Regions from separate parts of the Rattus norvegicus genome. Here region 1 is linked to region 2. Evidence: chromatin contacts called from public Hi-C data. All regions are on one chromosome and are shown on one strand. The core of a region is the stretch at or near the end of the contact, and the rest is flanking DNA. Distances in the headings are between cores, read along the strand shown.

The links. Hi-C and Micro-C count contacts between places; a contact is called where the count stands out from the background.
Region 1: a contact with region 2 is called in a Hi-C map of liver, with 2.5 times the contacts expected there. The contact joins the enhancer-like site here to the promoter of Cd164 in region 2. A contact is called at or near these places in 3 of 12 Hi-C or Micro-C datasets (the A7r5 cell line, liver and mammary epithelial cells) and 1 of 1 datasets of contacts at active chromatin or transcription factors (oligodendrocytes).

Annotation. Positions count from the first base shown.
Region 1 is chr20:46,739,678-46,742,377 of GRCr8, forward strand. All of the region lies in intron 16 of Ccdc162 (coiled-coil domain containing 162), which reads right to left. Among named protein-coding and RNA genes, the nearest start is that of Ccdc162, 79 kb to the right of the region's middle. Within about 2 kb of position 1,429, at least 1 of the 93 cell types and tissues checked has an H3K27ac peak or open chromatin away from gene starts, as enhancers often do. A contact at or near this core is called in liver, where this site is marked.
Region 2 is chr20:46,605,042-46,607,741 of GRCr8, forward strand. Cd164 (CD164 molecule) reads left to right here and starts at 1,398. Exons shown (of 6, transcript NM_031812.1): 1 at 1,398-1,574. The coding sequence starts at 1,412.

The DNA.
Region 1 (2,700 bases), core at 179-2,678, 130 kb after region 2:
CTCTTTTATACCCTTACTATTTCCCAGAATCCTCTCGCATCCTACTAGTGTCCCGCCTCCTTTTTTTTCTGCCTCAGCTCATTGGCCATCAGCTTTTTTACTGACAGGTGATGCTTATAAGAGATTCTCCTACAGAAGTTGGCTGGGGAGAAGAGTCCTTTGTATCCATCCCAATCTGGTGAGGCCACGTTGCAAAGGATCATGCTAAATTGAATTCTCATTATTGAATAAGGTTACCAGAGTCAGCCAATAAGAACATAGAATGGCCCAGCAGGCAAGATGGTTCAGGAAGTAAAGCACCTGCCACCAAGTCGGAGGACCCAAGTTCAATCCCGGGAACTCACGCGATAGAAAGCAAGAATACACTCTGCTAAGTTGTCCTTGGACTTGTCTGATGTAAGCTGTGGCTGCCTCCTGAGCCTCCCCCCAAATAAGGAGGAATACAGGGCATCCAACCAACTTTGAATTTCAGATAAATAGCAAATACTCTTTTAAGGTAAGCATGTCCCAAATGTTGGAGTATTTTCTCTGTTGAGAAGGAAAATATAAGTTAAGCTAATGTCATCTCTCGGTGTTCAGACTCATCCGAGAGGCGGTAACAGATGGATCACTGAGCAATTTCATGACAAATTCCTTCCTAGCAAGGGCGGGGCATGATCTTTCTGCCTCACCGGTTCTGTTTGTTATCCGTTTGTTAACTGGCCTGTTACCATTTAAACTCCGGGCTGGTATTTGCCTGAGAAGTCATCCTAACCTGTCAAATGTCACCTCTGTGTGTCAAGGGCCAACTCTCAGAAAGTAATGTGCCACACAGCAGGGCGAGTGGCCAGGAAATGTCTGAGGAAATAGGGAAGCAGACAAAACTGATGCTATCCAGCTTCCCTGGGTCTATCTTTTTTTTTTCTTTTTTTTCTTCTTTTTTTTTTCTTTTTTTTCCGGAGCTGGGGACCGAACCCAGGGCCTTGTGCTTGCTAGGCGAGCGCTCTACCACTGAGCTAAATCCCCAGCCCCTACGATAACTTTTAAAGATAGTACTTTACCTCACACCAAAGTGTCAAACGGAAAACCAATGGTAGACACAACTTACCACACAACCTCTTTTCCCTTATTACGGGGATAATGCACAAAACTCATTTTAGGGCTGTATACAGATGCAAATTCAAGTTGTAGAACGTATCTGGTTACTGTGGAGAGAGCATCAGGAGATAGGACAGCATGATCCAGGAGCTGCCACACCAACTTTCTGGCCACTCTTGTCCCTCAAGCCATTAAGCTGACATCAGCTTTAATTTTATGAGTTATTCTAAAGAACTGAAAGGACCTAATATGTCCCAGAACCTCTTAAGTGGTGATACCAATATATTTAACAATCGAAAATGGCTGAGGAGACTTGGCACCAGAGTCAGTGTGCAGGACAGGGATCAATTGTACCTCAGATGAAAATTTGGCTTAGCCATTTAAGATGGGCTCTTTGCCCAGAGTTTCTGACTTGGAAGACCATATTCTACAATTTTGGCCCAGAAAGCTCAGTTTCTACAGGGAACTTATTCTCAGGGCAGGCTGGAGGGGGGATATTTTCAACAATTGCTTTAAATTAAGATAGTTCTGTGTACCCTGGGAGGAACTAGTGGGCAGCTTGACAGCTTAGCATAGAATGAGCTACAGGCTCCTACAGTCCCTGCTGAGTGCTTACTCTTCTGGGTTTTTTCTGCCCTTTGACTCTCCTATTGCCATGGAATACCCTGCCTCAGGGGAAGAGAAAACTAGGACATGTGTAGACACACACACACACACAAATACACACACATATATACACTCAAACACATACACACATACATACACACAAACACACACATATACACAAACACACAAACACACATACATATAAACACACACACCTACATACACAAACACATACATACGTACACAAACACATAAACACATACATACACAAACAAACACACACATACACACATACACAAACACACACATAAACACACATACAAACACACATACAAACACACATACATATAAACACATATACACACATATACATACGTAACAAACACACACACACAAACACATACATACATATACACACACACACTACACACACAAACATGCAAACAAAAACACACATACATACACACAAACACTACATACACAAACACACATATATACACATACATATATACACAAACACACATGCATACATACATACAAATACATACACATATACACATACATACACACACACACACACAGAAAGAAACACTTAAAAACTTGTGTCTGGAGTAATGACTTTGCCTTCTTTCATTTAATACAGACAATTACCACAGGACAAGTCCCAATCTCCCATTTACTTAGTTGGTCGGCGTGAGGCTCTCACTGGCAGGTCAAGGTCATGTGTGAAAAAGAACTGTCTTCCAAAGCTCGAGCCTTGCACCTTTTCAGCTCAGACACTTGTTTCCAAACAACAGAGACCTACGTCTCCATGAGTAACCAATCAGAGGGCACAAAACATTAACCATCCAGTCTGCTACAAAAGCAGTTAGAAGAAGCCACCGTCACTCCTGATTTTCAGACCGTGTCACAGCTGCAGGAGTGTGGCTTCCACCTCCCACGGCACCCCCTGGCAGAGGCCTGCACAGCCGCCCGTGGCCCTGAACACTGACCCCACTCTGGCGCCTTGAGGGAGCA
Region 2 (2,700 bases), core at 148-2,647:
CTAAAGCACATATGATGGCTACTTATTGACTGCACCCTAATGCTAAGACCACCGGTTAGGTTTAGCTTACAGAGTTCACCCACAAGGCAACACTGAACTCGCTACTGGCAGAAATGAGGGCCTCCAATCTTCCGCTAAAGTTGTAAAAACGCGTCTACAGTCGTTTTTAAAAATGTGTACTACAGCTGAGATTCTTGTTATGACACTTAAATTACAACATAAAACACCACGGCAAATGCTTGGCAAATGCTAAGCAGTCAAGACAGCATTACATACCCCGACTCATGCATGAGGGGCAATCGTTCTATCAAATGAGCAGCATCCCCAGCTCTACAGATCATTTTCAAGTTTTATTTAAAAAAAAAAAACAAAAAACAAAAACAAAAACAAAAAAAAAACCAAAACCTTAATAAAAGTACGTCAAGCGTTGAGTATTTTGTGAGACCAGCATCAGATGGCGCTCACGACTACGGAAAGCCAGAGTCAGACAGACACTGAAAATGCTGGTTCTGCCACCAGGCAATCCTAGTATCAGGGTCAGGTCACTTTCCCCAAGTCTCGTACTTTCTCACTTGTGTGGGAAGGGACACGAAGGCTTTTTCATCCTTGACCGTTTCTTTCTGACCACAGTGATTGGTGTTGGGAGAGGTCGGCCGCTACTGCGGATCTCTGAGTCACTCGGAAGAAGCAGGTTAGGCAAGGGCACCGATGGCGGTTACGACATGGAAGCGTCCGGGACAGAAGATCACTTTCGGTCCCACCCACAACCACCCGCACTGAACCCGCGGCCGGGAAGAAACTCCTTGATCACGAGGCCCCGTCATTACCCTGAGTCCCCGAACTCTTTAAAAAAAAATCACACTTAAAAATACATCAAACTTCAAGGGGAAAAGGCCGCGCCAACAGAGCCCTAAGGGAGCGAGCGCTGCCAGCACAACACAAACCCAGCGGTCTCAGACTCTACCCGGCTAAACCGAACTCCGCAGCGCGCTACCGAAGGGGTCACGTGACCCATCGCGGCCCGCCTCCCAGGCGGTGCAGGGAGACGCCCCCCGCTGCGTCACGTGGGCAGTTCCATCCTTGCCGGCGCGGGGGAGGGCCTTCTGTGGTCCCGATGTGAGGAGAGCTCCATTGTGTCGCGCGTGGCCCTCTCAGGACAAGAAGGACCGCTTTGCGACTCAAAGGACTGCTGCCTCAGAGGAGCAACATGGCGGCGGCCTCCTCGGCCGCCTCTTCCCCTCCTGCCGGCTTCCTGGTGGTCTCACCCGCCCCGCCCCCCGCCGGGCCGATCACGTGACCGCCGCGCGCTCCGGCGGGGCGGGCTTCTCGGGGGCGGCGCCGCAGGGACGCAGGGCTGGACGGAACCTGGCTTGCCGCAGCTTTTCTCCTGGACGCCTGGGCTGAGGACACGATGTCGGGCGCCTCCCGCGGACTGTTCTGGGCCGCCACCTGCCTCGCCGCGCTCTGCCTGTCGGCCGCGCAGAGCAACAGCAGCGCATCTCCCAACGTGACTGACCCGCCGACCACGACCAGCAAAGTGGTCCCGACGACGCTCACCACCACCAAGCCGCCAGGTGGGCGCCCGCCACACGGGCCGAGCCGGTGGGGACTCGCGCAACATGGCCGCCTGGCCCGAGCGCGACGGCCCTACGGGTGGGGAGCGAAGGCTCCGGGCGAGCTAGGCCGCGGGGCTGCTCCCGCTCCCCGAGCTTTACCCTCCGGGGCGCCAACCCCCAAGCGCCTGGTAACTCCGCGCCGCAGCTCGAGACGGCGACGTGGCTTGCTTCCGAGGTGGCAGTTGGGAGTAATTGGGCGCCCGGCAGTCGGCGGGGAGCGCAAACTTTGGGCTCGTGGGACAGGTTCTTGTGCTCCCCTCGAGGCTTCTCCGGAAGTTTAAGTGAAGGCGTTGGGGGTGAGGGGGGAACTTAAAGATGCATTGGTTGTCCCTTTCCCCCTCCCACCAGCGAGGCTCTAAGAAATTCAGTCTCCTGTAACTTCACGGTGACTTAGCCCAGCGGTGTTGGCTGTATCTGAGATTTGGGTGGTCAGGGATGAACGAGGCTTGTGGCGAATGATGAGAAGTGAAACCTAGGGGCATATAGAAGAAAGAGCAAGATCTGATCTCCCGGGAACAAGCCCTGTGTTTTGAGGGCTGTGGAGTTAAATTGAAATCAAGTCTATCCATTTTTCTGAAATCCAATCAAGGAACACGCCTTTTGTTCAACTCTAGGGTTCGTTAAGGCTTGTACAAATCGGCGTAGGCCGTGACAACGCAAATGAGACAGAAGATAGATTTGAAGTAATGAGGCGAAAACACGACGTGTTTTAAATTGGCTGTTGCACTTAATCTAGTAACTGCGCTTTTCAACCTAAAGATTGACTTGTTCCAGTGCCTTTTCTAGTTTCAACGTTTTGTACGAATAAAACTGTGTGCAATACCAGATTTTTGTTAGACTCGGAAGGATGCTAGGGCAACGTTCAAATTTTTTTTTTTTTTTGGTTCTTTTTTTCGGAGCTGGGGACCGAACCCAGGGCCTTGCGCTTCCTAGGTAAGCGCTCTACCACTGAGCTAAATCCCCAGCCCCCGTTCAAATATTTTTAAATGAACAAAGCAAATTCTGGGAATTTCTATCATAGTTAAGGTGATAAAAGCAGAATATTTTTTGACTCCTACCTACTCTACCTACTTGACAATTTCCT